4 separate regions of the Mus musculus genome follow, and regions 2, 3 and 4 are each linked to region 1. The links are chromatin contacts, called in public Hi-C and HiChIP or PLAC-seq maps. All regions are on one chromosome and are shown on one strand. Each heading gives the region's core, a stretch centred on a gene start, on an enhancer-like site or on the middle of the called end of the contact. The rest is flanking DNA. Distances are from core to core; before and after follow the strand shown. Region 1 overlaps Gm31064 (predicted gene, 31064). Region 2 has its middle 85 kb from the start of Sipa1l1. Region 3 has its middle 60 kb from the start of Sipa1l1. Region 4 has its middle 16 kb from the start of Sipa1l1.

The links. HiChIP or PLAC-seq counts read pairs in DNA pulled down with a chosen protein or histone mark. A called contact is a pair of places that touch in the nucleus more often than the background predicts.
Region 2: a contact with region 1 is called in an H3K4me3 HiChIP or PLAC-seq map of bone marrow-derived macrophages, with 2.5 times the contacts expected there. The contact joins two enhancer-like sites. A contact is called at or near these places in 2 of 15 datasets of contacts at CTCF or cohesin (the NIH/3T3 cell line and large pre-B cells), 2 of 484 Hi-C or Micro-C datasets (cerebral cortex and nephron progenitors) and 3 of 115 datasets of contacts at active chromatin or transcription factors (bone marrow-derived macrophages, cardiomyocytes and large pre-B cells).
Region 3: a Hi-C map of Th1 cells shows a contact between it and region 1, with 3 times the contacts expected there. The contact joins two enhancer-like sites. A contact is called at or near these places in 2 of 15 datasets of contacts at CTCF or cohesin (CD8 T cells and pro-B cells), 1 of 484 Hi-C or Micro-C datasets (Th1 cells), 5 of 115 datasets of contacts at active chromatin or transcription factors (CD8 T cells, bone marrow-derived macrophages, extraembryonic endoderm stem cells and 2 more) and 2 of 9 other capture datasets (adipose tissue and liver).
Region 4: a RAD21 HiChIP or PLAC-seq map of pro-B cells shows a contact between it and region 1, with 2.8 times the contacts expected there. The contact joins two enhancer-like sites. A contact is called at or near these places in 2 of 15 datasets of contacts at CTCF or cohesin (large pre-B cells and pro-B cells), 7 of 484 Hi-C or Micro-C datasets (CD8 T cells, cerebellum, embryonic stem cells and 2 more) and 5 of 115 datasets of contacts at active chromatin or transcription factors (CD8 T cells, bone marrow-derived macrophages, cardiomyocytes and 2 more).

Annotation. Positions count from the first base shown.
Region 1 is chr12:82,468,205-82,474,872 of GRCm38.p6, forward strand. Gm31064 (predicted gene, 31064) reads right to left here. Exons shown (of 3, transcript NR_168639.1): 2 at 6,600-6,668; 3 at 5,838-6,111. Among named protein-coding and RNA genes, the nearest start is that of Gm30966, 5.2 kb to the right of the region's middle. Within about 2 kb of position 2,602, at least 295 of the 459 cell types and tissues checked have an H3K27ac peak or open chromatin away from gene starts, as enhancers often do. A contact at or near this core is called in CD8 T cells, Th1 cells, bone marrow-derived macrophages and 2 more, where this site is marked.
Region 2 is chr12:82,223,220-82,229,887 of GRCm38.p6, forward strand. It overlaps a transcript of Sipa1l1 not described here. Among named protein-coding and RNA genes, the nearest start is that of Sipa1l1, 85 kb to the right of the region's middle. Within about 2 kb of position 2,647, at least 161 of the 459 cell types and tissues checked have an H3K27ac peak or open chromatin away from gene starts, as enhancers often do. A contact at or near this core is called in bone marrow-derived macrophages, where this site is marked.
Region 3 is chr12:82,248,219-82,254,886 of GRCm38.p6, forward strand. It overlaps a transcript of Sipa1l1 not described here. Among named protein-coding and RNA genes, the nearest start is that of Sipa1l1, 60 kb to the right of the region's middle. Within about 2 kb of position 2,778, at least 28 of the 459 cell types and tissues checked have an H3K27ac peak or open chromatin away from gene starts, as enhancers often do. A contact at or near this core is called in CD8 T cells, Th1 cells and extraembryonic endoderm stem cells, where this site is marked.
Region 4 is chr12:82,291,635-82,298,302 of GRCm38.p6, forward strand. It overlaps a transcript of Sipa1l1 not described here. Among named protein-coding and RNA genes, the nearest start is that of Sipa1l1, 16 kb to the right of the region's middle. Within about 2 kb of position 3,522, at least 30 of the 459 cell types and tissues checked have an H3K27ac peak or open chromatin away from gene starts, as enhancers often do. A contact at or near this core is called in CD8 T cells and pro-B cells, where this site is marked.

The DNA.
Region 1 (6,668 bases), core at 1,352-3,851:
CAGTTTGTGTGCTGTTGAAGGCTGAGCATCACTTAAAGGTTCAGGGCTGACCATTGTGTCACGTTAGGGACAATCTCACCCTGACCTACTTTGGCACTTTAGCCCTGCTTTTGGATTATCCTGTAGAACAGCGGTGGAAAGGACCCTCATCCCACCAGGCACAGCTCTCTGATGGTCAAAGGCAGGGAGAGCTCGACCCTAAACTCTCTGCAGAGGAGACAGCAAATGCCTAAAATACAATCAGCCAGTGCAGGCAAGTACAGGAAGTCACCTTTTCAGCCTTACTGACAGCCAAGAGTCACAGTCGCAATCTGCCTCAAATGTTCTTTTTTGCAGTGTTACGAAGTTCTACACCAACTCAGGCTCCACCTCTCTCCAGCTTCCATCCAGAGGCACACTCTTGAAGGCCTTGCAATCCTGGCACTCTGCCAAGAACACACCACATCCCTGCTTTCCGGCCAGGGAAGACAGGACCCAGAAACCAAGGAGTCAGCCCCTCACTCTCACAAGTTTGTACTCATTTCAGTTGGATTCTAAATCTCTGCACTCACCAGACCTCTAGCCTTCTGTGCCGGACCTTGTCCCCAGGACCCCGAGGAAAACCCTTCTCTTTCTCTTTAGAGATGGCTTCTTCCTCCTTGATGCTTCCTCCAGCACTAAGCGCGTTCCAGCTTCTCACTGGATGGCACCTGCTTGGCCTCTCGTCTCAGTAGCTTCTCAGTTACAACCTTTACCTGGATTCTGTTCCAAGAGCCGAAATGAACACAATGTTGCTGCTTGGTTATGGGTTTGATAAGATTCTTATCACTTAAGGCTAGAATGTTGTTTTTGATCACCTGACATAGCTCAAGGCTGCGTCGGCCTGAGTTCACAGGCATCCAATACTAGGACATTTTTCTTAGGGTTGGAATGAGACTTGTCATTGTCTCAGGTCAATTTTCATCTTTTCACCGGTTGTTTTCATCTGTTGAAGAGTTTTAATGCCGGGTTAGCCTTCACAATAGCCACTATCCCTCCAGGAGTGTCATATGTCTCAGTGAGGCCCCCATTGTGCTGATAAGCTGCGGACAAGACCTGTGGCCACCCAATAGACTATCCCCGTTGTTTTCAAATTGGATGCCGCAGCTCTGGGAGTGTCAGCTGGTTCTGAGGCTTTAGTCCAGACTATACATTTCTTCAAGGTTGTGCCTGCCCCCTCACACCATTTATTTTCCCCATTCCTTTAGTCCAGGCTTTGTTGGGAGGGACAAGGCAGAGACAGACCTGGAATCCCTTGATGAACATTATCCAGGGTGGGTCTCTCCACCTCAGCAAGCTGCTGAGATCTCTAGCATCCCGTTAAACCTGGGGCAGAGACTCTGTGATGCTCTGAGAGTGAATGTGCAGTATTCGTGGGACCCATAGCAGTTCCTCTGTGTGGGCTGAACCAGCAAAGGACGGTAACTCACGGGCTTCACTGAGGCATGAGTTGGGGTCACCCTCTTTCCTTTGGTGGGTGGGTGGAGAAGAAAGAGTCAATTAGATTTACTTAAATGACTCCCCTCTACACCAGCCAAAACCAAAATCAAGGTCTCTTTAGATAGCTCACTAAAGAGGTGAGTAGCCTCATTACCAAAACCTGCTGCTCAGAGACTTCCGCTCCCAGCGGAATTCCCCCCCCCCCACCCCATGCTCTTCTGACAGTTTTACAGTTCAAAGTTCAGAAGGAGGAGGGAGAGAAGTTTCATAGGAGGAAAGATCTCTACAAAATTAGAAACGAAGTTCATGTCCCCAGCTTCCAGGCTGCTTGTCAGGAACACAAAAGGTGGCATGTGATAGCGATGTAGGTTGTGAGTTTAGGAGAAAATCACAGAGGGGCCAAGGAGAGAAGATGCCATGGGTATGTGTGTAGCCATTCACTTTAGTACTGAACTTTCCGGAGCCAGAACGTCCCCCAGCACCAACTTGCACCCGTGCAGGCTTAACAGCATGCTGTGAGCGTCCTCTGCTGTCTGTGTTTGGGCCGGCATCCAAGCCAGTTGGGCTGTTTCCTTAATGGCTACAAGCAGGCGTCTCTCCCGCTTTCAGTTTCAAGAAGTACCATAGCCCCATCAGAGTCTGCGCTAAGGAGTGGGACTGGCCAAACTGACCCCTTCAGTACTGCATCTTTTTTAAAAAAAAATATTTTTTTTGGTGGTGGAAACTCTAGAGGGCGGAGAAAAAAGAGGTCTTGCTGTGTGAACCGGGGAGGAGGGAAGGGAGTCGTGGCGGGGAGGGAGTGGGGGTGGGGGTGGGGGTGATAGGTTATTTCTGCTCCAGGGCAAGAAGGAAAGAATCTCTGTGGAGATTCCTCCCCCCACCCCCACCCCCCGGAAGGCACTTCCAGCTTTTGTAAACCTCAACATCACTGCGGAGGGAAGCCGTTGGAAAGCTGCCCCTGGGAATTATGGGGCAGGGAAGTCAGAAAGCATAGAGTGATCTTAGATAGACTGCTAGGCTTTGAGGTGCAGAAACACATACTACCCCTTCCTTTAAAGGCGGTCCAGCGGCATCAAACGCTGATGTCGATGAAGCCGCTGATGCGGTTCTCCATGATTGGAGGAAAGCAGGGGTGACGTCAGCGCATGCTTGTAATTCCCGCACTCAGGCTGCAACAGGAGGGATCTGGTTAAGGCTGTGTTCAGCCTGGGCTACAGAGGAGGAGATCTTGTTTAAAACGCAAGACAAATCAAACAAGAAAAACCAACGAGGGGGAGAGAAAAGGGTCAGGCATCAGGATTCATTACATGTATGTAGTAGATCTAAAGTGGAAATTTCTGGTTTCTTTGAAGACTTGGGTTATAATGTTTTGCTGGGACAATCAGGGGAAAGGATGTCTTGCTAAAGCAGACACGTGAGAGAATGTTTTGATGAAGGAGACACAGGTGAGAGGATGTTTTGCTATAGCAAACAGGTGAAAGGATGCCCAATGTTTAGAAAGAATATAAATATGGCCCCACAGAGAGTGGGAGCGCCAGCTGCTTTGCCTCCACTGCCTTGCAAGCCTTCGCTGATGACACGCATAGATTGGTTCACCTTCCATTGCATTGCTGAAGTTCGCTTGTAGTGACCTCATAGAGAGAAACCCACCAAAATAACTTCTTGTGAGAGTCCTGCGACTTCTGGTCACTGGACTTGGCCGATTGGCAAACCTCACCTTATCCCCTGGAGTGAACTGCCTTTGCTGTTCCCGGTGTGTTGCCTGCCAACTGGACTGGACTGCAGTTGCTGATTTATGTTTGGTGTTTGCTAGTTGACAGAAAACAATGAAGATGGGAATCGCCCCCAAAGAACTATTTCTAAAGAGGTCCACTTCACCCCTATCCTAATAACCTTTCTTTTCCACTACCTCTGCTAGAGGGGAAGTCGAACTCTTATTAAAGTAGGTTGTGAAAAATATATGCCTACATAGATCCTTGCTATAATGAATAAAATGGGCATAAGAAATGTCTCGTTGTTTCCCTCCCTTCATGCTCCAGACCCAGCCTAGTGTGGCTAAGCTGAAAGGAGAGTCCAATTTCGGTAGCTACCCAAATGGTCTCCTGCCCTCCTGCTCCGACATAGGAGCTGGGGGGTCTGAAAGGAGATGCCCAGCCTGAAGTCCCCTGCTCACTTATTAGATGTTCAAGGGTCACCTCCCCAGCCCCCCAAGTGCTGTGACCATTGTAGGAACCTGAAAAGGTCTGTCTCCCTTCTGAGCTTGGGCCATTCTCATACCTTCTTATTTCTCCATGCCTGGCCTAGCACAGGCTCATGGAGGCCACTCAGCCTGGGCAGGAGGGACACCACTCTTTACAGCGCCTACCCAAGGATCACCCATGGGCATAAGGTGTGAAAGGAGACACCAGGTGTCTCTGAAACCCAGGGCACATTCCCAGTGTCCACATAGCATCTCTTGTTACTCTGAACTGATAACCTGTCCACTGCCGCCCGCCAGGCTTTGCAGTAATGCTGCTGTTTTCTGTTTTTACAAAGAAAGAGGCCATGACAGTGGCTTCATAGATTAAGAGCTGTGAGCTGCCTACATTGGAGACAGACATCACTAATGTAAGAAGGGTTTGAGTGTTCGGTGTGAGTGCCCATGGCTGAGATGAGACAAATTAACTTATCAAGTACCACTCAGCATCCAAGCACTGGCTCTGTGCAGAATGGAGTTACTTCCCAGTCATGCTAAATGACACTGGCTAGCGTGCTTCCTCCCCAATTCATGGTTCTGATTCTGTGATGTGCACAGCAGTTATAGACAGCAGCTGAGGGACGTTTCTGAAATTCTGAGTAATTCAGATTCTTCTGTGTATATATGTAAAAGTCTAGATCCTCAACCTTCCTAACACCGCACCCCTTTAATACAGCACAGTTCCTCAGGATATGGTGACCCAGATCGTGAAATTACTTTTGTTGCTACTCTATAACTGTAATTTTCCTACGGTTATGAATGGTAATATAAATAGCTGACATGTGGATGGTCTTAGATGGCCCCTCTAAAAGGGTCCTTCGGCTTAGAGGGGTCGCGGCTCACAGGTTAAGAACGACTGCTCTGTAGTGCTTAAAGTGAGACATTGTTTCTTCTGAATGGTAACCATGCAGGCAACGGTAAGTGATTTGATCAATCTTTATACAAATGCAAGGTTGACTCTAGATGTCAGAACTTTCAAGAAAGACATCAGACTCTTAGAAGTGCTTTCGAAGCTATAGTATGTTAGCTAACACAGCTGTGTACACTCACAACAGCTTTGTGTGTGGACACAAGACATTTTAACCACTCACCACCCTCTCTTCCCCATTTATCACCTGCGGGCCCACTTCCTCTTTCCAACTATAGAAGTAGTCTTAACTTACAGCTTGCCATTCAATATGAAGTTTGTCCTTTAAACCATAGTAGAAATGCTAGTGACTATTTCAAGAGGAAAAGCTTTCCTGACAACACTGCCCATTTGAATATCCCTTTTTTATATTATGATTTACATTTTTGGTAATGTGTTTTGTTTATAGATCCTTGAAAACATGAGAATAAGTCAAGAGGATGATTCAACATAGAAAAAACATGGCAGCAGGGATGTAAAGAGAGGAGACCGAGCAGAGCAGAGAAATAGGGAGTACTCAGAGAAACAACAATCGGACATACTAAAAGTGAGCAGCCTTGCGTGTCACAAAGCATTCATGCCCTTCTTCATGCTGACAAAGGGAGACTGGATCCAGCTGATGCAATGTGCCCAGCAAAGATAAGGAATGAGATGAGGCCGTCAGAGGGAATCCTGGCTCTCAGTCAGTCAGCCAGTATGTGACTGTCAACAGCAGAGAGTTTTATGGAAGACATCTTTTCATGCCTCCAGTTGGATGAGGTGGGCTGGAGGCTGTGCCTATATCTGCCTAACATTCCAGTCATAAAGGAGAGGCAGAGCCCTAGAGCAGTGATTCTCAACCTTCCTATGCTGCGACCCTTCATGTGGTTTCTCATGGTATGGTGATTCCCCAACCAAAAAACTGCTCTCAATGCTATTTCACAACTCTAATTATGCTACTGTTATGAATCATAATGTAAATATCGGTGTTTTCTGATGGCCTTAGGTGACCCCTGTGAGAAGGTCATTTTATCCTCAAAGGGGTCGCAACCCACAGGTTGAGAACCACTGCCCTGGATGAAACCTGGGGACACAAGAGAGGCATCATGGGGTCCTCAGCCCAGAATGCAGGCAGGGGTCCTGTTTACAAACAAACTACATGACATGACGGGGCCTCAGTGGACCTGGAGACTGGGATCTTGATTTCCCCAACATCCTGCCGCTTGAAGATCCAAATCAAACACACTTGAGCACATATAAGCTTTTCTTGATGTGGTATATTCTCCCTGTGAATATTTTAGGACTTTATTGTTTAATTGGAATCCCAGTCCAGGGCTATAGACCAACTAGATCAATTCTTTACTCTGTTAATCCAATATGAAAAAAATTTCTGGTCCTTGTATCTTTTAGGTTTCAATCTGTAGTCCAGTCCATCACCTTCCTATTTCTCACAGAAAAAAACATGAAATGAAGAAAAAAAAAAGAGTCTTCATAGGTTCCCAGGGTTTCTGAGCCAAGACACGCCAGCATGCTGAAGAAAACAGATAACAAACTTTCAAAGGAAGGTCAAAAGAAGTAGGAAATTTATTATTATATGTTCAAAACCAGAAGTTTTGTTTGTTTGTTTTTTCTACTTTTGAAATAACACATGCAAACTCTCCTTTTAAGTTATAGAGTGTGGGAATGTCTTCTTTTTTCTTTGTGTGTGTGTGTACTGATGGATGGCCTGGGCTGGGTTTAGTTAAATCGTTTCAGAGAGAAAACGCCTAAGTTTGCCTGTTGGTCCCTCTGGCTCCAGACATGACTGGTTTGTGCTAGGACTAAGTGCACAGTGAAGGGGCACGTGGTCAACCTACGTCATTCCTAGATATATTTTTCTAGTGTATTAAGGCAGAAGGGACCTAAGTTCTCTGTCAGCCTGGGCTAGTCTTTTTTTTTTTTTAAGCTAATTTATCAATATTAATATCAATGCCAACACTGAGTAATGAAGAAAAGCAATACCAGAATAAGCTACCATACCTGCTGGTGTGACCTTGTGTGGGTGTCCTTGACCTTCAGTGTCCACAGGGCCAAGCAGGTGACATGAAG
Region 2 (6,668 bases), core at 1,397-3,896, 240 kb before region 1:
CATTCACTATCTTCTATGTCGAGGCTATCAGGCAGGGTTTCTCACTTGAGCCCAGAGCTTGTTGGTTAGCTAATCTTGCTGGTCAGTACTCTGACCCTTGTTCCAGGGCATTCTTTGACACACTGAGCTGTCTCTCTGGCTTTTGAACAGTTTCTTCCATGGACAGTGTATCACTATCTTAAGTTTCCAAACCAGAGACTACAGTTTCTCTTTAGCTCCGTTCTCTCCGTGCGTGGTCCATTCATCTTTCTTCTGTTCTGTCTTTGGTTTCAGTCTCTGTCAGGCTCTAGGCTTTCCCACGTGGAGAACACAGCAGCCCTACTGCTGGTGTTCTTCCCTCTCTGTCGATACCTTTTCAGATTTTGTTTCATAGTAGTGCTAAGGGGTTTTCTATCTTGTTTGTAAATATAATAAGTGTGTGTGTGCACCCTTACATATGTGGTTCTGATTTTGACAGTTCCTAATTAGTCTTTTGGTAGTTCCTCTTTGCCTGAAGGGCAGCGGGAACTCAGCCTGCTGTTGCTAGACTGTGTGGGATGGTTCCACCTTCCACCACCGGCCCCCTCAGTCCACCTTTTCTTGCTTTTGCTGTTGGTTACAGCAAATACACTACTTAATTGCTGCTTTGGTTGTTAGCTGAGCTTTGTTGGTGTCATTTGCTTGGTATAGTACTCAGATGTGTGTTTTGCTACAAAAGCCACTGTTTAATCTCACTTGTGCGTCAGACATCACCGTACCATGAGATGGCAGAGTTTATATTGTACTTAATTGAAATTAATTAGTGTCTATGTTTGTGGTATGTATGTGTCTGCTAGGGTGCGTGCATGCATGCGTGTGTGTTTGTGTGTGTGTATGTGTGTGTGTGTGTGTGTGAGAGAGAGAGAGAAAGAGAGAGAGAACGCACATGTGAATATGTGGTGTGAACCCCATGCACATACACACGTGCTTGTGCATGTGTTTGTGCACACATGTGAATACAGAAGCCTGAGGAGGGTTCTGGTGACCTCCAGCAATCTTAGCGTCTCAAGCTGTCTGAATCTTTTGTCATGGTTGCACTGAGCTGGGATTACAGCCACACACAGACTGGCTTTTTCTGTAGGTGTTGACACTCAAGGTTAGGTCCAAAGGCTTGCACAGGAGGCGCCCTCACCCCAGCAAGCTATCTCACAGCTTGAAATCTGTGGATTGAAATTTCTTACTGCACTTATTTAGTTTGTGTATATGTAGGTGTGACAGTGTTGCCCGTGTGGAGGTCATAGGACAGCATGTAGGAGTTGGTTCTCTCTTCTACAGTGTGGGTCCCAGGGACAGTCCTTAGGCCATTAAGTGTGGCAGCAAGCACCCGCTGACACCTTACTGCTCCCACATGGTAGGTTTTTTTTTTAAATGTATTTTATATGTATGTTATTACTATCACTAGTTTTTGAGACAGGGCCTTTCTCTGCAGACCAGGTCCCCTTGAGCTTCTGATCCTTCTCCTTCAGTTTCCTCAGAGCTTGTCAGTATCGAAGGCTTGCACGCCTCACTTTGCTCTTCTGAGCCTTACCAGGTATAACAAGTTTGCACGTGGATTTTTACCTTGAAAGGTTTATGATCTAAGTAGACTTAAATAGCTAAAAGTTAACATAGTTCTTTAAACTTAATTTGTTGAAGGTTATTAGTTTTTAATGTAGGTATTGTTTGTAAGTTCTGAACCGTATGCACATAAACCCAAGTTTTCAGCTCCATCACCAAGTGCTATCGCGGTTTGCTTTGAGCCAATCAGTGTCCTTGTTCATGCTTCACCAGCTAGATAGAAGTACAGGACTTCCGAGCTTTTTGATACACTGTGTATTTAAAAGTGAGTATTCACATGACTTATGTATCAGCAACAACTCAGAGGCGAGATTAGGTTAGATGCTGAGGTTAGATGGTCATCTTCATAATTGGTGGTTGATCCCAGAGATGGTTGTTGCTGTCGGCATCTGCCCGTGTCTTAAGAAGGAGGCAGACAGTACTGGATGGCAGGTATCAATAGATAGATAGTGAGCCACTGCAGAACCTCGGAGCTTGCCTTAGCAATTTATCTGTGGTTCTCAACACAAAGTTTCCATGCCATCTCCATAGAGCTTTGTAAGACTTGAGTTTAAAACATTTTCATAGTTTATACTCTGTTCTCTCAAACTCCACGCACAGTAGCCTGTTCTGTTTTAATTCTGTTTTGTTTTTTTTTTTTCTCCCCAAATTGTATTGGTTCTATTCACTACCTGGATACATATGCTGGCCATCATACCCAGGGCCTTGCGCATCCCCTGTACTCCACTGAGCTGCAGTCCTAGGCTCCACTGTACTGGAAATCTTTATGTCCAGATTCTTTTCCTGGACCCCTTTGATCTTCTAGCTGTTGTGTTCTTTTGCATTCCTTGAAGTTGTTGGATTGCCCTACACTTGATTTGGATTTCCCTCCTTTAAAGACTGCAGTGAGTTTCGAAGCTCTTTGAAGGAAAGTCAGTGTTGGTAGATCTTTGGAGACTCAGGTTTCTTTGCTCAGAGTCTTAGATCTGGTAAATGTTAGGCTGTTGAGTGCAAATGGCTCTCACTGGCTGTGGTTGCTCTCACTTTTGAGAATAAGGGAACTAACTTAGAGCTGACTTAGGAGTTTCTGCCCTTTCTGTTTGACCACTCCCTACTGCTAGTGTGCCTTGGTGCATATGCAAATCCTGCTGTCTCTCAGTTAGGAGCTTCTGCTTTTCTAGTCTTCATGACGTCATTAACTGGGTGTTTCTTGGGGTCTAGAGGGGGAAGACAGAGGCAGTTGACTATCTGTTAGTGCTATCCACTCCATCTGTTTCCTGTGTATGACAAGGACTTCTGCTGACTGCCTGTTGCTGTGTACTGACTGCCCGTTGACATATACCGACTGCCTGTTGATGTGTGCTCATACCGACCACTTGTTGCAGTGTGCCAACTGCCTGTTGCCAAGTGCTCAGAGACACTGCAGATGCATGTGGTGCCTTTTGGCATAGTGGTCATTAAGAACTCATTTCCTAAATGTGTTTGCCTTCTGTAGGCCATGAGCTTGCCATTAAAGTGCCTTCTAGTTACCTAAAACCAAAGGAGACCTTGGCATGAAGGTACTGGCACACGTTGTGGGCATCTAAAAGTTCACTTTATCCCATGTCAGTACTTACTCTAGTGTGACTTTACAAAAGGTCAATTTACTTAGGAAGCGAGGTCTTTGGACTGGCTCAGGTTTCTTCTGTCAGCTCCCAAAGGAACCCAGGACACTGCTCACTCAGCCCCTGTGGCTCCTCCAGGCACTTCTCACCCTGCCCCCACCCTAAACCTCTCCTGCCCGGGGGCTGGGCCTCCATTTCCTTCCCCAGCTTCATATTCCTACACAAACCTTCCATTTCTGTGTGCTCTGATACTCCTTAGCCTGACCACCTGCCCTCTCTTTACTTTCTTTTCTTCCTCTCACTGCTCTCTCTTCTCATGTTCCCATTTTTATTCAGCTTAACTATTTTAAGTCTGTTTTCTTGAAAACAAACAAACCCCACAGCCATAGCTAACAGTTTCCCTATTGATGGGGGAGTTGGGGGTGGGCTGAGGAATTCAGTCTAATAACAAAGAGAAGGCCTGGATCCACACAGTGCTGGGGAGCCCTGCAGGAAGCTGTTAGCAGAGGAGGATGCTGTGGTAGAGGAGGGCAGGGCGGGGATAGGTGGGATGAGCTCACCTGATTGTGGGCAGGGTTTAAAATGTCACAGTTCTTACCTGGATTCCCTTCTAAGGTGGAGTTATCAATGCCATTTCCCGGGATTGTCACTGTGATGATACGAGGTAGAGAGCAAGATGTGTCTGGCATTATACACGCTCACATAGTAGCTTTCATTATTTATAAGGGGAATTAGTTAATTGGAAGACAGGTTTAGAATCTTGACTAAATGAACATCATAATGGAAACTTCTGGATGCACTAGGTTTGATTTGTTCTTATTATCAGCTACAGGTGTGGAAAGAGTTTGGCCACTGGTACTCCTGCTCTTCCTCCTCCTCCTCATGCTAGGTAGTCGTCATCCCTTTCTTTTCTTTCTTTTAAAGATTTACTTAACTTTATAGCTGTGTGTATATGTGTCTGTCTGTGTGTGGATATGGGCACATGAGCTCAGTGCCCGTGGAGTCAGAGGACAGCACGGGATCACTGGGTTTAAAGACTCCTGAGCTGCCTGCTGTGGGTACTGGGAGCCACACTCCCTGCTCTACAAGAGCAGCAGAAACTCTTCATGCCAAGTGACCGCCTCATCACATAACAGCAGAGGCCTCTGGTTTAATCACATCTAGTGAAGACGGCTGGGTGTGGAGGAACAGGGAGCTGTGTGCTCTGTTCCTGTCGCATCTATGTGCATTATAGGTTAGACTGTGTGCTTTAGAAAGTTCTAGACCCCCATGTGCTCTTTGTACCTGTTCCCCAGCATAGACTCATATCTGTACATGTGGAGTTTGAAATGTTCTGTAAAATGTAGTACTCTTCACCTCCCACTCCTTTCTCCCTGCATGTCACAGAGAGCATCATTTCATCAGTGTCAATGTCACTGTCACTATCCAGTGGGGACTGCCAGGCCCCACTCTGTGGCCTAGAGACACTTTTTTCTCTTCTCACCCCTAGCATTCACATGTATGCACACACCACTTTGCAGTGGAGAGACCATGTTTTGTACTCACTTGAAGTCAATGGGGACACAAATTAATAATTTTATAACTCTTGCCAGAAGTATGTTAATTTCTGTTTTGAGACTGATACTCAGGATTATAGCTATAGCCTTAAAATTTTCTAAGCTTTCCTTTGAGGGACCTGCTTTAAAAAAATAGGTAGCAAAAAGCATTAAACAACAAGCAAATAAAGATATATGCTCAAGAGCAGGAAAAGGTAGCTTACACTTTAACTGAGACAGTTGTCTGTCCAGAAGGTAGTAGAAATAAAAACTATAATTCTCTTTAAGTTTATTAGGGGCATGAAGTCTCCTAATTTTACTTGAAGTTGCAGTGTTTTTAAGTTTTGGTAAGGAGCCCGTGTAGCTCCTCGCTGTCATGTTGAGTGACTGCCTGTATCCTCACTGGTAGCTACTATCCTTTCATTCCTGGTTCTCTTACATGTCATATTGAAAAGCTCTCATTTAAATTTTGTCACTTGATCCATACAGTCTTTTTGTGATGGAAGGAAATTTTCTGCATATTTCTGAGGAATGTCACAGTTTCACTGGCTGATGGCTAGGAGCTGCGTGGTGGCCTGCAGCTCCTCAGCCCTTGCTTTTTGTGTCATGCCCTTGAGGGTGCTTTCCTGTATTAACCTGGTCATAATTTTGATTGGCATAATTATTCATTTATTTAGCAGAGTTTTATTACAGATGCAGCGTCTTCTGGTAGTAAATATTATCTGGTAACTGAGTTGGACCAAACTACAGGCTGTGGAATGTGCTAGGAATTTGCGTGTTGTTCCTGTAGATGGATCAAATTGGTCCATAGTTTTGTGTCCCTAACTTCAGGAGGAATCTGTGAACCCACATTTGTCCATGTCCTAAGGGTCTTTCTAGAAATGGCTCAGAAGCTCAGAGAACTCACTCACAGAAGCTAGTTGGTGCAGTCATGATGGTGTTTCTCCTGCTCATCCTCCTCCTCACTAGAACATAACTGGTGCTTTAAAGCTGTGCATTGTGGCAACTACCTGTCTCCCTCTGGAGAGGGCCATAATCCTGAATTGTAGGCTTAGGATACCCTAGCTCTTTAAGTGATTGCATCTTTGAAGAACCTATTTTGAGCTTGGACTATTTAAACTCTGAAAAATTAGTATCATCATATATGTAGCATCTTAATAAGGCCCCAGGAGCACAGCCAGGCAGTTTACTCTCTTTCTTTTCTTCTCTGAGGGGCTGGAGGGCCAGTTTTTGTCTAAAGCATTTTGTCTTGCTGGGCTGCCTCCTTACTGACCTTCAGTTAGAGAAAATAGACTTTTTCCTTTACTACATCCTGGGTAGTAGAGGTGGCACTGCCTGGTATGTGGTGGAGGAATGGGTTCTTATATAAGTATATTTTGGTCTGTGAGAGTCAGTTGTAACACTCTCACAGGGAAGGGACAGGTGGGCAGTTGGGTGGTGAGCCTGAGGTGTTGGATTAGAACTCAAGGTATAGGTTTTCGGTGGCATAGAAAAGTCAGGAAACACAGTAATAAGTGTGCACATGTGTATGTGATGCTTCTTGTCCCTTCGAAGGCTTGGAGACAGCAGCGCTCCTTTTGTAGAAAGCACTCTGGTCTTGGCGTCTAAATACTGTTTTCTCACTATGTGGAAGGCAATAGTGGAGTATCAATATAAGTATTGACCATTTGTTGAAAAATACAGTACCTATGCAGTCTTATTTTTCAAATGTGTATGTGTGTCTGCATGTATGTATGTGCTGAGTACCTACAGAGGACAGAAGAAGGCCTCAGACCCTTTGACACTAGAGTCATTGTGTGGCTGTGGAAACAAACCCAGGTCTGTTCAAGGACAGCAAGTGTCATCTCTCCAGCCTTCTGTATAGTCTTAAAGTGTCACCCACTAATTAACAATCATGAAAGGGAAGACAGTAGCTTTCCTGTTTGGAATTCTGACAGCTACTACCTCAGCTAAGAAGTATGAGCTCAATTGCCAT
Region 3 (6,668 bases), core at 1,528-4,027, 220 kb before region 1:
ATTTCACCGTTTCTTTACTCTTGAAATAGTTTACCCTGCAAAATTCCTAGGAGATACTAAAAGAAGTTTAAATAGACAACAGTCCATGTGTCCGTGTGTGTGGGTAAGTCCTGGCTTACACGCACCTCTCAGTCCTGCTGGCCTACTTGTTCTCCAGATACCAATATGTTGACGTGGCTTTTTAATATTCATTTATAATTAAAAGCATTGGGTTCCTTTACTTCAAAAGCCCAATATAATTGAGATTATATCTGATATCTGTATGTTTTTCTTTCATTGATGTTTTGGAGATCTGCTCATATTAATATAAATCTAGTTCAAGCAGCATTGTCTTTGGCTTTACTTGAGCATTACTTCTGCTGTATCGGGCTTTGCTGTGGATGTGACTTTGGAGGAACCGGAAGGTGCTACAGAGCATGCTCACTACTCTCACCATTGCTGCCTGGGAGGCTGGGCTGGGCACAGGCCGGTAGTGTTTCCTAGTGCATTTGGAAGGCTCTTCCTGGTCAGACTGATCTGTTCTAAGGCCTGAGGAATGTGCTGTGCACCCAGTGTCTGCCTCATTATCCATACCACAGGCAGGGCCACACAGGATTAAATGAGAGTTAAGTTTCCCTTAAAGGACTCTTGGTCTTAGAGTAAAGCATTGTGTGAAATCTCTTTCTTTTGAATGATTGTTTATCACGACAGGAAAGACTTCTTTTTTTTCTTTTTAATTGCTTAAGAGATGAGTTACGTTCGAAACCTCTGATGTTTTGAGATGGTCGGTTTTCCTTTGTCACTTTCGGTTCCACGATTGTTATCCCATCTGTTCCCAAGCTCCTCAAACCCTCTGGTTGGAGCTCTTAGCGAAGTTCTGAGCTGCACTTCATTCAGATGTCACATGGGACCCAGGAGCCGTGCAAGGCGATGAGAGCCTTAGGCATACAGAGCCGTGTCTCAGGGATGGCAGGCTGTGAGGTGGTCAGGGTTGAAGGAACTGTCCGGTGCAAACAGCCTTAGAACAGTCACAGCAGCACATGCCGCACCACGTGGAAAACAAAACGAAGAGAGCAGTTGGGGGCAGACATTTGAGGGGGGCCACAGAAGGCGCAGCACTGCTCACAGCACTCTCCGCATGCTGGCCCTGGGAGTGCATAATCCTCTCTGTAGCTATTTTTGAAGTGGTGTGGAAGCTTTGGCACAGGCCATCTCTTCACCTGTAGTTACCTGTGAGGTACCCCTCTTTCCTCTGAACATACTCATTTCCTTAAGAAGGCATTCGTAAGTTTCACCTTTGCAGGTAGATATTACTTTGGGTCTTGATTAGTTGAATTATGTCATTCACTATGAAAATCTTGTCTTAGTTACTATTCCTTTGCAGTGAAGAGACCATGACCAAGGCAATTCTTAGAAGAGAAAGCATTTAACACATCAGTGTAATACTTGATGAGTGTCACATTTAGAAGCTCTGACGCTTGAAATGGTCAGTTTTCATTTGCCACTCTTGGTACAGAATTGCTATCCCGGCTTGCTTACAACTTCAGGGGCTTATTAATCCATTACCATTAAGGAATGGGATATGGCAGCAGGCATGGCAGGCATGGTGCTGGAGAAGTAATTGAGAACTACATCCTGATCTGAAGGCAGAGAGGTAGGGGAGGTGTGTGTGTATGTGTGTGTGTGTGTGTGTGTGTGTGTGTGTGTGTGTGTGTTCCTGGCATGGGCTTTTTGAAACTTGAAAGCTTGCCTTCAGTGAAACACTTCCCTTAACAAGGCACACCTACCTACTCCAACAAAGCCACACCTTCTAATCCTTCTCAAAAAGAGCCACTTTCTGATGACTAAACATTCAAATATATGAGCCCGTGGAGGCCATTCTCACTCAAACCACCACAACATGAACCTTTTCCTATAGTCACTCAGTTTACATAGGATTTGTGTCATTTAAAAGAATGTCAAATATTTAGGGAAAGCCCTTAGAACAAAGCCATTTTTGCGAGCTGCCCAATGTTGTGTGTATTATTCGGGAATGTTTGAATCAAAAGATTTATTATATTTGTATTCTGCCTGTAGTGTATTATTAATTTCTACATCCTTGCCTGCTTCTCATGAATCACCTTGCAAGCCATTAGTTAGCACTGAGGGTTGTGTTAAATAAGACTCCATGTCTGTGCACAGGAAAGCTTAAAGACATGGCTCTATTGGAACTCTTTATAAAGTACATGAGAAAATTTTCATGTAGATGGGGTGTAGATTGATGTGTGACATCTTCCATAAAGAGAGGTTCTGTATATTGACAAGCTCATGCTATAAGGGGAGGATCCAGTGATGCCAACGTGCAAAGGTCACCAGGCTGTTAAGCATCTTTCCCCAGGCTTCTGGGTGGGAAATAAAATTATCTGTTCCTCCCTTTGAAGGGACAAGTCTGGGTGTTTAGCATTCCTGTTTTCCTAGTGCTTCTCTGTGAGCACAGGGACCTTTGAGCTTCTACAACTAGGGGTGAACTTTAAGAGTTTAAGGCTCTTGCTCGTTGGGGTTTGCTTTCTCTGCTTTCTGTTTGTGGTTCAAGATGTGAACCATCAGCTCTCAGCTCTAGTCACTAGGCAATCCTGCTGCTAAGCTGCTCTGCTGTAATTTTGATGGACACTTACCTGCCTGGCACTGCCAGCCCCAAGCAAACCCTTCTAAAGTTGCCCAGGTTGGGGTGTTTTATCACAGCAATAGACAAATAACTAAGACACAGAACAGCGTAAACACTTGAATTGAACGTCACCATGTTGCCCATTGTCAACTTGGCTTTCATTGTTTAACTACACAGGCAGCTTTCTCTCTGCATCCAGAGCGGAGCTTTGCAGAGTGTCACTCCACCCCCTTTTTTCTTGAAGGATTTGGAATCTAGAAAGTGATGCAGGTGCATCTTTAGAGGCAGTGAGGGAGGATTTGAAAATTGACCAAGTACCTTAGACTTTGATGTTTCTCATTAGCGTGTGTAAGAGGATGTAAGCCGCAGATATTTAGGGAAGCAGAGCTATGTAGATGTACCTGGGTTTTAGTACTTTTTTCTCACAACATTCTTTTTTTCCAGGATTTACTCAGCTACCATATGACATTTATATTTATGTATGAATTGTAGCTCTTATGGAAGCATAGCACACTGAATCCATTCTAGCTGCAGATTTTTCCTTATCATTCAGTGTCTCAGTGACAGGCTTTAGGCATTGAGAGTGCCACAGTAGCTGCTAAGATACGGATGGGTTTTGAGTGTCTGCCTGCCAAAGGGCAGTGTACTAGAAGCTTGGCTTCCTGTGTGTCATGCTAAGGTGCTGAAACACACAGAAAGGGTGGGGCATAGTGAAGTCCTTGCTTCACCATAGCTTTACCCTCAGAAGGGATTAGGGCAGGTCTTCTGAGGGAGTTCATTCTCACAAGTGCCAGTAATTATAGGAGTGAAACTGGTCCCTGAATCTCATTTTATTTTTGTCTTGAGTATGTGTCCACCGTGATGCCCTCACAGAAGCTACTATGTTGTGAAGTGGCCAAAAGTCTCTTAACCATAGGGCAAAGTGATGGGCCACTGAGTCTAGGACTTTCAGTGTCAAAACGTCATTCTTTGTACATTACCTATGCTCAGGCATTTTGTTATAGCAATAGAAAATACTCAGTGGCTAACCTTGACTTAAAAGTATACAATTTATCTAGAGGGATTTCTGGTTTAAAGACTATTATTGTTAGAGCCTGTTTCAAGTATTAACACCTCACCTCCCCCAAATAAATTACACAAATGTATCTTCTCGGCAATAGATACTGCTTTCTTCTCTCTTGTCAGTAGAATACCATTTAGCTTGCATCTCACTTTGTTTGGCATGAAGTTTCCGTGTGTACCCAGGCTTACATTACCTCAGCTCAGCTTCCCAATAGCTGGGTCTAATGAGGTGTGTAGTCTTACTGTTCTACTTTACATACATAATGCTTATTCTTTAAGATCTCTCAGATAGTCTAGGCTGGTCTTGAACCTGAGGTGTAGCAGAGAGTGCCTCAGAATGTGAATTCCTAATCCTCCTGCCTGGCACTATAGCTACACTCTGCCACGTTCAGCTTGGCTTAGCTTTGCTTTTTATGAACTTTTGTCAATTTCACAAGTGAAAAGTGAACTCTCACTGCTAGTTTTCTGTCTGTTTCTCACGCCGCACATGAACACACTTTCAGGTGCTTAATGGGAACTTCCCAGTGTGTAGACTGACTCTTGTCCTGTGCCTGTTCATCCCTTAACTACAAACAAAGTGCTTTTCACCTTCCTACACCGTTTATATTTTCCATTTTTGGTAACTTTTGCCATCTGTGCATTTTTCAACTTCATTAGATTTTTATGTCCTATTAGAAGACACGTGGGCTCTCTCTCTAAGATTATGAAAAATGCGTCTTGCTTTCTTTGAAGACTCTGGTGGTTTCTGTGATGTGTAAGCATTCTTGTTACTGTGTTTTATTTGGCCAAGCAGCCCTCCCTTTGTTCTTCCTCTGATTATCTGGCTCTGCCATCACTATTGTTGAGACATTTATCTCTCTCTATGCTGATTTATTGTAAAGGTTACATTTTATCTTACATGAAATTCCCTCATGTGTCTTTGGAGTTTTGGTGTGTCCATTGGCTCAGGAAGCAGTTTTACTTCTTAGTTATTACAGGTTCTCCAAACTTTCACTGGCTGGCAGGTGTTAAGGCTAGCCCTCCTCATTAATCTTCTTTTCCATAATTAGCCCAATTATTCTCACGATTTTCCCACAGGAGCTGTAGAGTTAGCTTTTGAGCATTCTGTAAGAATATCTTCTTAGTCTTACTAGAATTGTAGCACATTTACATGGGAATCTAGATTTCTTTTAGAAGCTTTGATTTCCTGGGCAACTGGTTTTTATACATTAGATGTTTCCCAACTTCTCTGTTTTAAAAAAAAAAATTTAGTTTAAGAAGATTTATTACTGATAGTTCTTTCTTCATGTATTGGGTTTCATTTCTGTTCTTTTGGTAATGTGAAATACTCTTTTAGGGTCTAGTGTCTTAGGTAAAAGTTGGACTTTTCCCACCACAGTGCTCTGGGGTCTTCAGTGGAAAGTCATGAGAATATACTGGTTGCAATGTGAAGTGGACAGGAGTGTGGGCTGGAACTTGAATTGTGCTGCCTGAGTCTGCCGTAGCTTACACTACTGACCCTGTGGGCAGTGAGAAGTGCCACCAGCTCCCATCATGCTCTTGGTCTCCTTGCCTGTTAGCTTTCGGAAGAAGATGTAAAACTTTGCAGAATTACTTTATAGCCAATGCTGGGAACTTTTAGTTTGATTTTTGTCTTTTTTGTGTGGGAGAAGGAAAAATCTCTTTCAATACAGTGATTCTTTAGATAAGTATGTTGCATTCATTAGTCATTTTTTTTTTCTCAGCTCTTCTCTATTCTTTTGTTTTGTGGTACTGAGGTGGAACCTGGACTCTTGCATAGGAGGTACATACTAAATCACTGACCATGCACCCATCCCCAGCCCACAGCTCTTGATTATCACGACTATATCCCCTACGTCTGATGACACCCTCTACTCTAATTAGAAGTCGTCATAATGACATGTGCTCCTCATTGTAGCGTTCTCCAGGAAGCATGTTAGGGGCACACATGCTGCTGGTCCCCTGCAGTTCTTCTCATCTTGAGACTTGCTCTTCACAAGACTCCACCTGTCTCCAGCCACTTCAGCAAATGTTTATCACTTCTGAGGTTCCTGGATGGTCACTCCTAGGTCATCTCAATCTTAATGTCAGTTCTAGAGGCTCCCAAACTGAGTACTGAGTGAGCAAGGAGACACGCCTGCTTTAGTGCCATACAGACTGGTCTAGGCATCATACTGGAAAGCAGAATCTTGTTTTCTGTGCATTTTGTCTCAGCATCTGGCTGAGGGGTCAGAGGAAAGCAGTCTGGTAGTGTGAACTGGGAGGCAGAGAGGCACTGTTGGAGCGTGCAAGCACCTAGCTGAGACTGCTGCCTGGTTTCCGACCTTACTCTTGTGTGCTGCCGCTGCTGCTGCTGCGCACCTCCCTCTTGGACAAGTTGCAAAGCTGTGGGCTGGTTGCTATGGGAATTGATGGGTGCTCCTGGCAGAGGGAGAAGGAAAATTCTTGGAGCTGACCCGAAAATCTTCAGGGAGCCATTTTTTTTTCTTTTTCTTTTTCTTTCTTTTTCTTCTGCCTCTAGCTTTCCTACTTGCTGCTCTTGGATTTGATTGGGGGCAAACTCTCCTGGAGTCCTGAAGTCCTCACCAGGAAGACTTCTAGGAGGAGGGGTACAGGGGTTCAGCAGTTGGCTTCTGAGGCTTTGCTGAAGTCACACAGCCCCTGTCTACACTGTCCAGGAATGTGCTGCACACAGGTGCAGGGTACCCCGGGGTTAATTTCAGGGTCATGACTTCTCTGTCTTCACTAACACTCTACACAAAGACAGGTGGGACATTCATTTTTTATTCTGGATTTCTGAACTATCGGTAGAAAATGGACATTTTAGTGAGTTAGTACTCATTGGACAATAATGAAGTTAAAATGTATTTTATATAGAGTGGAGTGTGGTGATACACATCTTTAATTCCAGCACTTGGGAGGCAGAGGCATTTGGATCTCTGAGTTTGAGGCTAGCCTGGTCTACAAAGAGAGTTCTAGGATA
Region 4 (6,668 bases), core at 2,272-4,771, 180 kb before region 1:
GCATTCTCGAATTTGGAGGTGTGCATAGCATGGGCATCGAGAAAGCAGACCTCTTCTGGGCTGCAGCTTTCCTATGCTTCCCTCCAAGCTGGAGTCCTAGAGTTTGCTTTGTGTTGCCTTTTGCTGTCCTGTGTGCTTTTGTACACGAGTCCTCTGTTGGCTCATCGTACCCTTATACTGGCAGTGGTCCTTGTCTAGCTCTTGGTGCTTGGAAGTTTTCAGCCTTTTTTTTTTTTTTGGTTTTTCGAGACAGGGATTCTCTGTATAGCCCTGGCTGTCCTGGAACTCACTTTGTAGACCAGGCTGGCCTCGAACTCAGAAATCTACCTGCCTCTGCCTCCCGAGTGCTGGGATCAAAGGCGTGCGCCACCATGCCTGGCAGTTTTCAGCCTTTTATAATTGACTTTGCTATTGTAGATTTTTATAGAGTCTCTCTTTATAAGGCTGAGGAAGTTCCCTTTCATTACTGTTGGTGAGAGTTTATTTTAATCGAGAATGTGTATGTTCATGTGTGTATGTACATGTGCTTATGTGTACATATGCATTATGTGTTGTATGCATTAAGGCAGGGATCAATGTTGGGTGCCTTCCATCTTACATTTTATTTTATTTTAGAGACAGGGTTTCTCTGTGTAGCCTTGTCTGTTCTGATACTGGCCTTGAACTCAGAGATCTGTCTATCTCTGCCTCCCAAGTGTTGGGATTAAAAGTGAGCACCACCACTGCTTCCATCTTAACTTTTGGGGACAGTGTCACCCAGTGGCTCTGTAGGCCAGTGCTTACTGTTTTGACTAGACTGGCTAGTGAGGCCCTAGGCTCGATCCGCCTGTCTTTACCTCCTAGAGTTTGGTGCTTGCACACACTTGCCGTCACACCCAGCTTCTGGATGGGTGCTGGGGATCTGAACTCGGGACCTACTGAGCCACCAACTTAGCTCCAGGTTTTAACTGTATAATCCTAAAAGGGAAGGGTTGTGTGTGTGCCTTCCCTGGTGTGTGTACACATGCATTATCTTTGCCTTGCTTTGGCATTGTGTGAAACTGAATTCATAGGGTGACTTGGAAGTCTTCTACTGTCTAGACATTTGTGAGGTATTGGATTGTTTCTTTTTTTATCTAGGCCTGGGATTTTTTTTTCTTTTTTTTCTGTGTGGAAAGATTTTTAATTACAAATTCAGTTTCTTTTTATAGACCTATTTTTCTTCTTGAGCCAGTATTGATTACTCCTTTATACTTTTCTTTGAGTTTGATGTGTCCTGCTTACCTTGTTTAGTAGCTGCATGGTCTGAATGTGACTCGTCGCCACTGAAATCCCAGTGGAACCCATCTTCACTGTAAGGTATTACAACTGTGGAAACTGATCTAACTGCGCTGTTTGATTAGGGCAGGGTAAGGCTGATTTATAGAGTAGGGAGAGATGCAGTCTCACACACCTTCACCCCACTCCTGTGCAGACTCTACCAGGAGGAAGGCTTTCCTTGATGTGAACCTCAGCCCTGGTCCAGAGCTCCAGGCCTCAGGTCCCTCCTCTCTGTTGGTGGCAGAATTTCATTCTCAGGAGCTTCGCAGTCTTTTTTCACGGTCAGCAGTTGATGCTAGGGTGATTGGTGGGTTCTGTTCTGTTTTCTTGTCTTTTTTGCTTGTTTAGTTTTTGGTTTTTGGTTTTTTGAGACAGGGTTTCTCTGTGTAGCCCTGGCTGTCCTGGGATTCACTCTGTAGACCAGGCTGGCCTTGAACTCAGAAATCCGCCTGCCTCTGCCTCCCAAGTGCTGGGATCAAAGGCGTGTGCCACCCCCACCCTCTGTTCTGTTTTCTTTTGTTGTAATTTTTCTTCTTTCTTGGCTAGTCTAAGTAGTAAAAAATTGTGAATTTTACTGATTTTTTTTTTCCAAAAAGCCATTTTTTGGCTTTACTGTTTTCTCTATTATCATTGTTTAGTTTATTAAATGAGATGAGTTGAAGTCTTTCTTTTGTTCTGCTAAAGTTTAAAAATAAAGTTCTAGGGGCTGGAGATATGGCTCAGCAGTTAAGAGTACTGGCTGCTTTTCCAGAGTTCAGTTCCCAGCAACCACATGGTGGCTCACAATCATATATAATGTAATCTCATGCCCTCTTCTGGCATGCAGGTGCGCATGCAGATAGAGCACTCATACACATTAAGTAAGTAAACGCATAAATAAATACATAAATGTTTAAAAAATAAAATTCGGAATCAGATTTAGCTGTATTATATGAATTTAATTCTTATTATGTTGATATTTAGTTTCACTTTTGATTGTTTTCTGAGCAGTGATTTGCTTAGAGATCTGTCTTGAACTCCAGGTTCTTTTGCTGTAGAACTTGAGCACATGTGACACCAGCCCAGGACTGGGTTTTACCAGACTCATTCTGTGACACTGCAGGTGTCCTCCCTCCTTGGGCCTTTATCTGTGTCCTGCTGGGAGGTTGGTCAGATGGCTGAGTGCTTGCCCACAGTTGCCTGCATTTTGTTTTATTTTTGGACTGATGATTGTATCTGTTACTTAACGTGGATGCAGCGGTTATAGGTGAATCGTCTCTCTTCAGACTGGTCTGCTGGAGTGCGTTCTCTGGGGTCTTGTTGCATCTCCCTGGTGAGCTGACCTACCTTCATTCTGTCTTTCCCCTTTGTTGTCTTGTGATTGTTATGTCTTAGAATCTTTTTTTCTAACGATCGTGTAGTAGTCCACCCTTGGTGCCCACAGTCTTTCTCATGTAGTGCTGCTGGTTATGATACTGAGGGCCTGGTGCCTGCTGCACCCTGCTGTGTTCTTGAGCTAGCTGCTATCTTTGAAGGGTATCTAGTGTCAGCTGTAATAAGATGTTACAGTATAGTCTTTTCTATATGGTAAAGTATGCTGCGTGTTCCCAGCTTTGTCTGTGAACAAGCTAGCAGGTCCGAGTGGCGTTACTGTACAGCTTCAGGGGGCAGATGGTCACTCTTGTGCAGGTTCTGCTGACTTCAGTCACTGAGTTAAGAGAGTCCCCTGTCTGAAATCTTGCCTCAGTTTCCTTCATAGCCAGTAGCATTCTCGGGTCTGTTCCTCTGGCTCCTCCTTCTGAAATTGCTATTTAATGTAACAACTCAAATGAAGTCATCTAGTGTAATGAGCACCTTCTTCTTCCCTTGCCTTTGAGATTCATCCAAGTGATGGTGTCTATCTGTAGCTTGCCGCTTTCTATTGATGGACAGACTGCTTGTATAGTTACCACTGAAGGACACTTTGGCTAACTCTAGCTTGGGGTGCTTATGAGTAGAACTGCCATAAACATAGCATTCAGGAAAACCCCACCCCCTTTTCAAAAAGCTCTGGGGTTTGAACCCAGGCCTTGTCCAATCTAGGCAAGTGCTGGTTCCTTATCATCCACCCACAGCCCCCTTAGCTTTTGTTTCTCTGAGGAGCTATGCAGGTGTGTGATTTTGAGTGTTGGGTAAGAGTGTTATAGAAACCCACCAAACAGTTTGGAGTGGCCAAGGCACATGTGCCATGTGTCCCCATCATGTTTGTTTGAGAGTTCCCTTTGCATTCCTTTGACGGTCCTAGTAGGTACAGACCATGCCACTCTGTGGTTTTAATTTAAATTTCTCAGTAGCTTGTGATTTTAAATCTTTCATGTATATTTTCATGTATATTTTTTCATCCTATTTTGGTCTTTGGTGAAGCTTCCTTTCTGTGTTTTTTTTTGTTTTTTTTTTTTTTTTTAATGAAAAGTTTCTGAGAAAAATTATTTGAAGCCCCTGGGATGTCATTTCTTGATAGCAGAGGTTACTGTGGGTTTGCAGCTGTCAGGTGGTTTGGTAATGTGGCGCTGCACCTGCCCTTCTCTCAGTTCACATTTCTGTCTTTGGTGAGAGCTCTTACGATGCCCCTCCCCCATGTTGTTCCGATTTACTGCTTTTATGCAGAAACCATACCTCTCAGGACTATTAGAGAGTCGCTGAGATGCTCGGAGGGACAGGCCAAAGTGACCTGACCAGACCACACAGCCCACCCCAGGCTGTGTGGGTCTATAGCTGCACCAGGTATTGTCTGAAGGGCGCAGCTGCCCAGCTTCATGGCTGACCGGCCACAGAGCCTTTGAGAACGAAGCCTGTGGGTGTTGTTGAGCAATCCCAAACACCAGCAAATTCTCTTTGGAGAATTTGTGCACCTACTTGTAGGCTCTGGCACAATGTTTCCTGGCTATGCTGGCGTTGCTCTCCTGGTAAGTTAGTTATTGAGAGTGCAGAAGGATGCTGTGGTTTCCTTTATTGAACTGTAGTTTTCCAGGATTCTCTGAAAAGTCTTACACTCATTTTTGAGGATGTCTTATGGCAAGTTTTTCTGAAAAGCCTTTTCTGAGCTGGGTGTAGTGGCACTTGCCTTTACCCCCAGCACTCGGGAAGTAGAGGCAGGTGGATGTCTGTGTGTTTAGGGGCAACCTGGCCTACAAAGTGAGCTCACTTTGTAGTGTCCTCCTTATAAGTGAGGACAAACAGAGCTACATATGAGACCCTGCCTCAAAAAACAAAGCAAAATAAAACAAACCATCCTGAACCATTTTATACATTGGATATTTTCAAATTCTTTAGAGTTTCCAGAGGAGAGGGTCTGTCTGAATTCTTATCAGTATTAATATAAACAGTGACAGCAAAGACTTTTTGGTGTCGTTATAACAAAAGTGATCAGATCTCAGAGAGCTGTTCATCCTGAGATTTGTGGAAGAAAAACCAATTCCACTGTTTGGGCCCAAATTTGAAGCAAGCTTTATTAAATATTAAATACTGACCCAGAAGAGATGGACTTTGATCAGGATCACTCCCTGAAGTTTCTCAGCTGAGTGGCTCTGAGACACATGTTAAAGAGGTTTATAAAGACAAACCCATAGGCCACTGTACTTTCCCATGAGGCTTTGTAGGAAAATAACAAGAACTACAACTCCCAGTATTCTAGTAGGTTACCTGGTCGTTGGGCAGGTAGGGCTTACAGTTTAATTTTGGATATTACAGAGCTTTCCATGTTCTTTCCACACTTGTTATGCTCATTTGGTGTAATTAGTATGAATGGAGCTTTAGCATCTTAGTGGACAGGAAGGGAAACTACTCTGTATGTCCTTGTCCTCAATCCCCTGACAGGTGCACAGTACTACTGGCTGCTGACCATGCTGTCAAGGGTGCTTGTGTATGCGTACATACCTGTATTATGACGTTTGTTGCACAACACAGATCTTAGATTTTCTTAGTCTCATTGTTTTTTGTTCTCTTTTCAACATGTGAACTGGGTTAGCAAGCCTTTCAGTATCATAGAGAAATTATTGGTCCCCTCCACATTATCATTAACCTAATTTTAGTTAGAGGATTTTAGAACTGTAATTTGAATTTCTTCCCAATGAATGAACAGAACCGATTTTGAGGGACATTTGTAGGCACAAATTTTTTTTTTGCAGTCTACGTTTAATAAGGGTTCAACCTCTGATCTAGTCAACCACCCAGCAGAGGTAGTGGAAGAGAAAGGTTATTCAGATATGGTGGAAGTGGACCTGTTCAGCAAGAGTTCTTTGGGGGCCAGCTCGACCTCCTTGGGCAGCAGTTCAGTCCCTTAGCAGCTCCAGACCAGTCCTAGACTGGCAATCAGCACACATGAACTGGCAGCTCTGTCCAGGTAGATGGTACACATGAACTGGCAGCTTCAGACTAGTCCTTTCAGCAGGCAGACACCAGGCATTAACCAGCAGCTGCTGTCCAGTTCTGAAGAAACCTTTAGGCTTGCCAACTGGCCCGAGGTGTGGCTGTGGAAGCTGCAAATTGCCTCAGGAGCCTCACGAACAGTTCTTGGACGCGCTTCACTGAGTAGCAGCATTAGGAGCAAACCAAACCAATGCTCAGCGCTCCTCTCCCACTGTCTGGGGACATATTTATGCTCCTCCCCATCACAGGTCCTTCCACATGTTTGCTGTATCAAAACATCCTTTCACCTGTGTCTGCTATAGCAAGACATCATTTGACATAACTAACTTTCCAAAGAAACTAGAAATTTCCACTTCAGACATTGTTTACAATGAGTAGAGATTAAAATGTCCCTGGCTGCACGTGGCAGTGAGATGTACCCACCCGACACTGAGTATCTGTTTTTCTTTACTCTCGGATGACTTCCAGGATTAGATTACACACACACACACATTTACACACACACACACACACACACCATATGTGTATGGGTGCCTGTGCAGGCTTGAAGAGGGTGTCAGACCCCCAGGAACTGCTGTTGCAGGCACTTGTGAGCTGGACATGGGTGCTGGGAATTGAACTTGAGTTGTTTGGAAGAGCAGAAATGCACTTTGACTGTTGAGCCATCTTTCCAGCTCCCAGGAATCTGAAAATCAGTGTCTCTCTCCCTCTCTCTCTGAAAATCAGTCTCTCTCTCTCTCACACACACACACACACACTCTCTCTCCCCCAAAACAATGGTTATCTGTGCTCTATTTGCTTTGAATTAAAATACTTATATATGTGTCATAGGTATAGCTCAATGGTACATAATAATCTTATCATATTTGAAGCCTTGGGTTTAGTCCCTAGCACTAAACAAACTAAAACTTGCAAGACAGAGTGTATAGACTTGTTTCTGCTGGTTAATGCCCTGCTGTAGAGATGCTGCGCGATGCGGAGTT